2 separate regions of the Mus musculus genome follow, and region 2 is linked to region 1. The links are chromatin contacts, called in public HiChIP or PLAC-seq maps. All regions are on one chromosome and are shown on one strand. Each heading gives the region's core, a stretch centred on a gene start, on an enhancer-like site or on the middle of the called end of the contact. The rest is flanking DNA. Distances are from core to core; before and after follow the strand shown.

Region 1 (5,476 bases), core at 478-2,977:
TTCTGCCCTGTCATGGTTTTTTTTTTTTTTTCCTTTTTCTTGAATTGGGGGCAATAAAAACATAATATTATTTTCCTATGCAGTTAGAGACAATGATCAAACAATTTGTTATTTAATAATAGGTCCATTGTTTTAAAAATAACTAATTAACCAGGTATAGGAGAAGGGGTGAAAGTTTGCAGAGGTTTGGAACATCAAAGACAAATGTATGGCGTACAAAATCCAGGCTATGGGGAGTCCTTCTCTCACCTTGCTCACAAACCTCTGAATCAACTGAGAATGTTATTAAGGCATCAACGGCAGTCACTCTGCAAACACACTAGCTTAGAGGACAATACTGGGCACAAAGGTCAGCTAGAAAAGAGACTACGAGCTTCCCAAGAGTCAGAGAGAAACCAGTAACAAGCACAAAGCAGACACTTACCAGCAAGAAGCAGCCGTTCGAGGGCAGTGCGTTCGTACAGTTGGATGTTTGGCATGTTCTTTTACTTTTTAGAGGGCTGTCTCTGGGCTTATTTCCTAGTGGATGATTTCCTTATAAACCCCGCTGCTAATTTAAGACCCAGGAAAGGGACTAATCAAAGTCTATAAAATGGAATGTCTCAGGATTCATTTATTTCTCTCCTGGAGCTTCCCAGCTAAGTTGATAAGAAGACAGATTGGGGACTTGTTTCTTTGCCCTTGTTAATAATATTAGCTAGTGGAGTGGGTCTCTCAGGCTCGTTGAGAGCAGGTTATGTGGTCAGGATTAGAAAAATAAATATGGGTCCTTGAGGATTTACAATTACTTTTAGAGTCGGGTCCTAGCAGAGCAGCCTCTTCCATATATTTATTAATATAGAAAAGATAGAAACAACAAGAGAGTTTCAACAATTCAAAAGCCAGGCCTGGCGTTACATTCTTGTGGCCTTGAAGGGTAATCTTTACTTTAGCCAAAGGTCAGCAGGCAACCTATCTGGCCTGAAGGTAAACAGTTCTAATCCAGACTGCTAAATATTTTCCACAAATAAAGGAAACTAAAGGATTTTTATGAGAGAGAGAGAGAGAAGGAGAGAGAGGGAGAGAGAAGAAAGCTTATAAATAGGGAGCCAGAATTTATTACCTTTAGTATTGACTTTCTATTGTAAACAACAAGACCTAGGGAAGTATTACAGCTTTGGATCAAAATTGCTTCAGATGACATGAATGCAAGCAAGAAAAAAAAAAAGGACAATCTGAATTTTGTGAATGTCCCCAGCACCCCACACCACCCCCTACACACACACACAAAACAGGCTGAACTGGTCTGCACATTTGAACTAACTTTCAAAAAGCATCTCACCTCACTTCTCTCAGGGGTTTTAAAAAGAATCAGATCAACGTCACCAACAAGTAGAGGCCGGATTAATAATCAGGAAACAAAAATGATTAAATATCTGGCCGAGATAACGTTGCTGGCCATGGAGTAAGACTGGCGCAGACATCTCTACTCTCAGAGTGTTACTCTGGACTGAGCCAGTAAGTGGTCTTTCTTTTACTTTTTCTTTCTTTTCTTTTCTTTTTTTAAATTCAGATTCCTTGTTCAGATCCCTTTTGGGCCAGAGGTCTAAAGAGAGGAAAAAGTAGTTTCTTCTCACCTGTTCAAAGATGTTTGGGACTTTCAAAGCAGCAGTGACCAGCCAGCCTCCATCCCTGTGCCAGAAGCGTCTAGGGCCGCCTGAGCTGTGACCGGTCTCAACTTCGGTGTACAGGTGGCTGGAGGAAGAAGAAGGGTATTGGTTGGTTCAGAGCAGGAAATCTGTGACATCACGGAAGTCTGGCTGAGACCTTAGGGACTAAAACATCCCCAGAGGCTCCGCCCCCGTCAATTACCTGACTACCTTGGAGCAGGTAGGTGGCGTCTCTCAGAGGACAAATGAATCAGTTAGAGCAATTTGCCAAGTGGAATTTACTTTCCTTTCTGAGCATAGCACGTGTCTAGCCCCGTGTACAGATCTGAATGCGAATGCCTGATTGTTTCCCAGGCCCATCTTGTATGCCTGATATTGTTTCCCCTCCAGGCTCACAGGAGCCCACACAGCTGCCAACATCAGAATTAAAAGGGAAGTTTAAACACTGGAAGGAGACAGGGATTTTTGTAGGGGGGGGGGGGGAAGGAAAAGGTTGTGAAGACTTAGCCATATCTGGGACTTGTCCCCACTAACGCCTTTCTGAATCACATCCCTTTGAGTTCCTAGTGTTTTTCTGTCCCAATATTATAACAAACCAGAGATGACCTAAGTCTACTTAAAAAAATCTAATTTTGATACCTTTCAGCATCATTTCCCAAACACCTTCGCGGTCCCCAGCATATTAATAATAGATTCAGGCATTGGTAAAACTTCAGGCATTCCTACCTCGGCCTGTCTGTCACGTGGTGGTTACAGTCCACAGTAGGCCTGCAATTAGGAGTACTTTAAATGATTCAGGTTAGAATGATAGCGCCTTACTAAGGCCATGTTGTCTGCAGGGAGAGATAGGGAAGAGGACTCAGGGCTATTTTGGTCCCAAGCTTGGTGTGTGACCCTGGACAAGTCACCCTTGCTTCAGCTTTTCCAGCAGGCTAATGGCACGACTCAGCTGGCACTTGAGTGACAGCTAAGAGGATTCCTGCCTGCTGGTTAAGGCCTGTGGCATCTTGTCCCATCAGCCTGTTGAATTGCTGTGTGTCTGTGGCTCGCAGCCAGCCTCCCTCGCAGATGTAGTCACTGTTCGGAATGTGCTACCTGGGGACCCTGGGGAGTTCTCTCTCCTGGGTTGGTCCAGGCACACTTTGGTCCCCTAACGAAGAAAACGTCTGCTGAAAATCTTTCCCCCCTCCTGATCTTGAAACTGTAGAAGTCGCCTGTTCTAACACCTCACGGCCTAGCCGTGGTTTGTGGGCGGGACTAGGGGACAGCTAGAGTTAGAAATAGTAAAAAAGCACCTTCTCCCTGAGTGCCCACATTGGTAGCTGGCTCCCTGTCACTCGGTACCTTGTAAAGTAAAAGGAGAGGGTAGCAGAAGGAAGATGAAGTTAGCGCAGGAGGCAACTTCAAATCACTGGTTCACCCCAGACAGGCCTAAACAGCGCATCCATCTGGGACCAAGCAGCTTGGGACTCTTTAAAACAAACACATACACACACCTCTCTTCGCTACTTTATCCAATAGAAACTAAGGGAGGCGTGGCTACCCTGTACCGATAAAAGCAAAAGGTTCGAAAAGGAGGGAGGGGGAGGGGGTTGGGGCTTGGGGGTTGAGGAGTGGGAAGATAATAAAGGTAGTTGAACCTTTCAAGTGCAGGTTTTTCGAGGCAGGAGGTGGGGGTGGGAGGAAGTACTATTAGCCCAGCAAGACAAAAGCTTCTCCTTCCTGAGACAGCGTGTCCCCGTGTCCCCGGGGGTAGGAGGAGACCAAGGCTAGCCAGCTTGCAGAAAGCCACGCCCCTCATTGAGTTCCGCCCTCTCTGTGCTGTCAGTCAAGCTTCACCTTGCCCAAGGGGATTGGCTCTGACTTGGAGAGGCAGTTAGATTTCCAGGCACAGAAACCCTGGGCAGAGAGGCACAGGAGAAATATATTTGCATAAAATGTGCAATCAATGAACGCGCACAGAACTTCGCTGAAGGAAGGCCTTTAGACTATGGGAATTTTTCTGGCTGTATTCACAAACACACAGCCACTTGCACGGATAGCCTGGTGAAAGAAAGACAAACTTAGGAGAGAGAGGGGAAATAGAGGAAGTGGATCAGCATTAAACTGGGAGTGGAGCTAAGGCTCAGGTGTCTTGTGTAAGAGAAGAGAAACTCCTGGATATTTTATATGGTTAGCCAAGAGAAGGGCTTCTCTATGCAGCTGAATGTAGCCTATTCTTTAAAGACTAAAACCAAGTTCAGTATAAACTCCACTGTTTCATTCCGGCTGTTGTGTTTGAACAAAGTCTTAGATTCTAAGGTAAGGTGGGGGGAGGCAGACAGAAATAATGACCACTAAAGCGAACACGGAGTAAGAAAGACAGCAAGAGCTTGCCAGGCCCGCGTACTCTCCCCAAGCACTTTATACCGGAACCCCAATGTCAGCTCCTGACATCATTTACACGCAACAGGACAAGGAACCAGGGTACAGAGAAGCAGGGAACTTGACTCACACAGCGAGTGGCAGAACTAGGGCAGTTTGTAAACAGGGCCTTTCCTAAACTGTGAAAAGAAATCAGGGAGATTCTAATGGTGTGTTCACTGGGTGAGGTCCTAAATGTGAATCTACCTCTCTCTCCCTCTTCTTCCTCTCTCCCACTCCCCACCCCCCACCCCCGCTCTCCCACTCTAGACAGGGTCTCTAGTGCAGCCTGGTCTCAAACTCCCTATATCTATGAAGACAGCCTTGACTTTGGATTCTCTTGCCTCCTTTTCCTGAGTACTGGGTCTACAGGCGTGAAGCTCCACATCTGGCTTTATTTCGTGCCGGTGTTTGAACCCAGGGCTTCCTGAATGCGAAGCAAGCCTTGTATAACTGAGCTGTATTCCCTGTCCTGCCCTGCCCCCTCCTTCTGAGACAGTATCTTGTAGCGGAGGCTGATTTTGAACTGTTGATTCTCCTGCCTTCAATTCCAAGGGCTGGCATTCCAGTCATGCTTCGCCATGACGGGCTGACTTTAGCCTCTTACCTGTGCATTATTCTGAAGGAAAAGCCGGGTTGAAGCAAGAGTGTGGTCTGAGAAAGAACTTGAGGTGCAAAATTAATTAACAACTGGTTTATATATGAAAAGATAGGAGTGAGATGTTTATTCTTATGTACCTGTATATGTGGATATATGAAAAGCATGAGGACATTATATCATTTCTGAGGGTGCTCTTGAACTTATAGTTTGGAGACATATCAACCCAAACTCAAGAGTGAAGGACAGCTTGAGGGTCCCCTTGAGAATGACAAGTAATTCCCTATGACATCTTCCATGGTCATTTCTATCAGAAATGTCTTTGAAAGCCTAATATGATCTATGCACAGCTGAAAAGATGAGATAATGCAAGAATAATTTGCATTATACACTACTTCCAAGGCGAGTGGTTTAGGCATCAGCATCAGCAAATAGTAGACCCATACTGCTTCTCTGCAGCCTCCTCCCCCCATCCATTTCTTTGTCATTGCTGAAACCCTAAGGTGCTCTGGGGCTCAGAGGTAACCCTGTGCCATATAGGACTGTCACAAACTGCCACCATCTTCATGAATTCAGCTGCGTTGGTATGCAAACGATCACTGCAGCTTGGCTTGTTGACTGTGATGCTTTCTCACGGGAGGAGGGCTTGGGGTGGGGGGAGGGGAGGCTCCAGAGTATGAACCTCCTCCTAGCCAGCTGTTCACCACCTCAATTGCATGTGACATCAGGGAGGGGCTAGAAGTACATAGGCTGGAAAGGTCTAGGGAGAAGGATTCTCATCTATTGGTCCATTGGGAACTCCTCGCCCAAGCTGGTAGACTTCTAG
Region 2 (5,274 bases), core at 2,083-4,582, 51 kb after region 1:
TGTAATCAAAGCAGCTGACTGCTTTCAAGTGGAAACAGAGAGAAGCCATGGATGAGAAACAGGACATGTTAATTTAGCCTTACAAATGCACCCTTCCCAAGGCCAGCATTACTCATGCTTGGCGTCGACCGCATGAGGCCCAAGTTTGCTCAAACACCATGGCTCAGAACTGCCCTTTCCATTAGCAGACAACTTTCCAGCTAGTGACACGCTCCAACTCTGCAGAGATGTCCAGATGTAACCCAAATCCTAATGGTTACAGGAAAGCAAGCAGTTCTTCACCATAGGAGAAGTGGTGCACTCTTGACAGTCTCAGCAAAGTAATGTGCCCAGTGACACATGGGAGAATCTTATATTTGGTGCATGTTGAGGGAGGGGCCTTAAGGCTGGGCAATGGAAAATCATATGAAATCATTTCTGCCTTCTAAGCGTGATGAAGCTGGAACCTGACTCAGCCTTTTCTCAGGCTGTTTTCCTACTCAAAAAATGTTCCGACTGTAAAAGGAGGTAGAAAATAGTTTCTTTAAAGGCCATGAGCTAATAATGCCTTTCACCATCTCTGCCGAATCTAATCTGTCTTGGTTTACCCACTCAGTGCAAATGGGAGAGGCAGTGGAGAGTCCAAGTCTCCAGTGGCTTCCATACTGTCTGTACAGCAATATCTCCCATCTTTGAGTCTCTGAGAGGCTGGGACTCCTTGCTGACTTTGAACTGTTCTCATGTCTCACAGCCACCTTGAATCTAACCCTCAAAGCCAACTCTGTTTTTTAACCTTCTTCCTGCACTCCCCCTCAGCCTGCGGCTCTTCCATCCAGTTCACGTTCCATCCTGGAAGCCAACCTTCCTCAGCTTCCTCCTCCCATCCCCACTTTTATTGTGCCATCTCTAAGGAAAATAGCATCTCCAGGCTACGCTGAAGTTCTGTACCTAGTCTACTGACGGGGACTTCTTGCTCCCCGTTTTGCTCCTGCATCTACACTCCCAATTCCAAAAGACAGACTTTCTAAAATGTAATATTCAGAACATGCCGTGGGCCTGTCTGTTAAGCCTCGGGGTGAGTTATGAGACCTCTCACTTGGCCCTGAGGGTTTGGCATGTCGGGATGGCTCACATCTTTGGCTTTTCCGAAGGATGCATTAGCTTGCTGGCAGATCCTTGGATGCCCCCAGCGCTCTTCACCGCCCAGCTTCTGCTCTTACAGGGTGCTCTGTTCTGGCCTTTCCTCCTTCACATACAAACTCTCTGTTCCTGCCTCTCTCTCTCATCTTTCAGATCTCAGCGCAAATGAAATCTGAGCTTAGAAACATTTAATATTATATTTAATGTACTTTGGCTGTGTATATTCTTTGTGTGCACACACAGGTACTCTTGTGTGTGTGTGTGTGTGTGTGTGTGTGTGTGTGTGTGTTTCATGATAACAGAAGCCAGAGATCATCTTCAGATGCTGTAGCTTGGGTACCAACCATCTTGGTTTTCTTTGTTTTTGAGATAGAACATCTCACTGGCCTGGAGTTCACAATTAGGCTACACTGGCTGGCCAAGGAGTGCCAAAATCTGACCCATCTTCACCTTCCCAGAACTGGCATTACAGGAGTGTAGTACTAAGCTCAGAGTTTTTGTGGCAGTCCTGGTGATGAAACTCAGGTCCTTATGCCCATGATTGAGCAATCTACCAGCCTATTGCATTCTGTATCCATTTGCCTAATATATTTATAGTTTACCTTTCCACATCCATGTTTCTACCCACAGCTAGGTTTCTTTCATGAAGGCAGGAGCAGATTTTATTGAGTCTGGGTACGTAACAAGGCCTGAAATTTTAATCCAGTAAAGAGCCATGTGAATATGAAAAAAAAAAAAAACACACACACACACACTATTTCCTCTTAATTTGGGGCATTTAAGAAAACTGACTTTCTTTTAATTTTTAAATTGAACTCGTTCTTGGTATTATGAGCGGGGGATTATTTTGTTGGGTGGGCACTCGCTCCACAGCGTGATTGTGGCATTCAGAGGACTACCTTGTAGACTTGGTTTTCTATCGCCTCTGTGAGGTCTCCAGTGTCTGTACCTGTCAGGCTTGAAGGACAAAGGTCCTTGCTAAGCTATCTTGTCAGCCTGAGTTTCTTAAATATCTACAGAGGGGAATTTGATGTCCTCACTCAGACTCAGGCACTGACTTCCCAGGCAGACCAGGCAGTGAGCAAGCACCTGTGGCCTTAGAATCTATACCCTCCCCTCTCTCCCAAGCGTCCATTCTTCTCAAACAGTTGTGTCCTGGCCAGGGAAGGGTCAGGCAGAGCTCCGGAAGTGTCAGTTGAATCCATTTCTGACTTCCCATGTTAGATTTTGTAATTCATTCCTCATGAAGCCAACAGTCAAGAGAGAATATTGTACTGCTATAAAAATGTTCAGTGACTAGCTTTGGGAAAGCAAGCACCATTTAACTTTAGAACATCAACTTAAGGGGTGGGTGTGTGTGTTCCAAATTCTAATAACCAACATATTTGCCTTGAGTCACTCAGAACTAAAAAACCCTAAGCTGGGAGTTCATCTGTTTTCGGTTTTATATGAATTTGCAAAACTATGGTGACTCACCCACCCCGCCACACCCTCATAGTCTCCTCTGGAATCCTGGTTAGCATGTGTTAGACAATGCTGGGACACCAACTAGATTATTTATTCACACAGGGATTTTATTTATTTGCATTGAGGCAGAACCAGGAAACAACTTCCTGTCCATATTTGGAAGAGACTTCCTGTCTACTGGAAAAGGACTGGGTAAGTAGTATGGAACCGCTCTCCTTGGCTTTCCTTAGACTCCTGGGCTGTTCCTTGGGAAAGGAGAAATAATGGGAGAAGTGCCTGGTGCCATCAGGAGTCGTTGACCAATCTGGGGCTAGGATGCTGTCTAGAAAAGTAAGGTTCTCCTTCCCTCTGCCTCTCAGGTCTTATGCTGAGGCCTGGCAGGCACTGAAGGTGCTTGTGTAGTGCCTCTCCTCTCTCTCCTCTCTTTCTTCAAGGCAGAGTTTCTTTTTTTGCAACAGCCCCAACTGTCCCAAAGCTTGCTTTGTAGACCAGGCTGGTCTATCTCTTGAGTACTGGGATCAAAGGTGTGGCCATCACACCAGCCCCTTGTGCAGCCTCTAAGTGTCCTGGTTTAGGCAAGCTACACTGGTACAGGGATGCCAGGCCAGCTGAGACATGTTGTTCCTTTGCTTCCATCCCCCACCCCCATCACTCTTTGGTGGGTGGCTTAGTCAGGCAATTGTGGGTCTCATGGTCCATGAATCACTCACTATCCACTTGCCTCTTCAGAAAGCCAGCGAACCACCTAAGGCTCCTGGTTGGCTCTTCATTACGTTCCCACCAGAACCTCCTCTTCAAGGGTCATGGACTGGTAGTATACTTTACACCATTTATTTTCCTTGTCTGTCTGTCTGTCTTTGTTTATTTTTATTGAGTCAGATTCCCATCATGTAGCTCAGGCCTACAGCTCACTATGTACTCCACGCTGGCCACAAACTGGAGCTTATCCTGCCTCAGCCAACCACGTGCTGGGTGGCAGATGTGGGCCAGCAGGCCCTGCTGAAAGTGTTCCTTTCATAGCCAACTTCGGATATACCCATGTATAACTTGCTTGTCAAATAAATATCATACTGGAATCATAAAGATGGAAGTCATTGTTGGCCTTAGCTGAGAAAACTAGTGTCTCCCAGGTCCTAGATGTTTTGGGGAAACTTGGTCAAACTCTCTGAGGAATTTAATGGAACAGTTTCATCTTGAGTCACCTGGGTCAGAGCAGAGCTCCGCATCCTGTCTCTGGAGCTGGGGGTCTTGTTCCTTTCTTGGTGCTATTCTAATGGTATTTTGCTCTTAAAAAAAAAAAAGTATTCCATTCTTGTCACAGAAGGAAAGCAGACCTGGAAGGCCTAGGTGGTATCTAAGAGTCTCTGGAAAAGCTAGCAGTGGGAACACGCATCCTGCTCCCATCTCTTCCTCCTGCTTTCCGAGGGGGTCAAGTCTTGTTGCAGCCTCTGATCACACAGCCTTTCCCACTCTTTCTGTGTTTACAGGTTCCCACCTGATTCTCTCCTGAGTAGGATTCAGAGACTGCAGAGGGGAGGGAGAAAGTAAATTGAGTTATGACATGAAGAAAGTCCAGTTTTTAGAAGCAATGATTAAATTTAAAACCCCTCATTAAATTCCAAATTGCAGAAAGTTTGAGCCATCTGTGCAGGATGCTCAGGATGAGGTTGAGGCCAATCATCCCAAGACGTTTGTGTTTTGGTCTTTTTCACTGTTGCTGTTTTTGTTTTGCTCTCTGTAAGTTACAGACATTTCTCTTTGAAGGGGATTCACTTCTTTCTGGGCTCTGTGCAGGCAGGGCTGCAAGACTAAACTTGGCATATTCTGGGAGAGTGACAGAGAAGAGGCGCATCCCGGGCTCCATTCGACAAAGGCTACAGCTTCCACGACCTTGCTTCCAACTCTGGCAACATGACTGGCATTTACTAAAAGCAAGGAAAGCAGCAACGGTAGACATCCTGAATGAAAAGAACAGTGCACGGTGTCATAGAGGTCTTAGAAGGAGAAATTCATGATGCTATTTCAGGCTGTCGGAAAGCCGAGACACAACACCACCCCAAAACAAACAAACAAACACCCCAAAAGCCTTTAAACTTTTAATTTAAGAAGCTCTAGTCTATTGTTTTGATTAACTGATCAGATCAGTTCAAAACCACATTGTAATGAAAAGTGATATTTCCTAAACTGCTTCAGGCAGCTGGGTCCCATTTTGTGTTTTTGTGTTTTTGGTTTTTTTTTTTTTTTCCAAACAGGTTCTCCTTGTTCCAAACCAGCTGCAGCTGCATGTCCTAATTGTATGCCAGAACCCGCATGACTTTTAGGGGGAAACACTTTGGGGAAGGAATGCTGAAATCTCACTTTTTATAGTTGTTATTTGCTGTGATTGTCACATCCTGGCTATCCTTTACCTGAGTGATCATCTCTGGAAACGGAGACGGAGTGTGTCGTGACAAGAACAGGCAGGCCGGATGCCCTCAAATGACTCTCAGCTGGGTCAGACTCCTTCCCACCACTACTTGGTACAGCTCACGCTGCACAAAGGTCTCTTTAATATTGTGAGATTGCTGTTTTGTTTTAAAAATTGCAGAATTAGCACTGACACCGCATGCCTTTGACCCCAGCACTCTGGGAAGCAGAGGCAAGTTGGATCTTGAGGCCAGCCTGGTCTACAGAGTGAGTTTCAGGACA

The links. HiChIP or PLAC-seq counts read pairs in DNA pulled down with a chosen protein or histone mark.
Region 2: a contact with region 1 is called in a CTCF HiChIP or PLAC-seq map of the NIH/3T3 cell line, with 11 read pairs. The contact joins the enhancer-like site here to the promoter of Lnx1 in region 1. A contact is called at or near these places in 1 of 15 datasets of contacts at CTCF or cohesin (the NIH/3T3 cell line), 4 of 484 Hi-C or Micro-C datasets (embryonic stem cells, liver, nephron progenitors and 1 more), 1 of 115 datasets of contacts at active chromatin or transcription factors (embryonic stem cells) and 1 of 9 other capture datasets (adipose tissue).

The regions. Positions count from the first base shown.
Region 1 is chr5:74,701,176-74,706,651 of GRCm38.p6, forward strand. It overlaps Lnx1 (ligand of numb-protein X 1), which reads right to left and starts at 1,728. Exons shown (of 11, transcript NM_001159577.1): 1 at 1,617-1,728. Gm15984 (a long non-coding RNA gene) reads left to right here and starts at 1,297. Exons shown (of 4, transcript XR_001784879.2): 1 at 1,297-1,497.
Region 2 is chr5:74,750,564-74,755,837 of GRCm38.p6, forward strand. No RefSeq gene overlaps it. Among named protein-coding and RNA genes, the nearest start is that of Lnx1, 50 kb to the left of the region's middle. Within about 2 kb of position 3,333, at least 54 of the 459 cell types and tissues checked have an H3K27ac peak or open chromatin away from gene starts, as enhancers often do. A contact at or near this core is called in the NIH/3T3 cell line and pancreatic cancer cells, where this site is marked.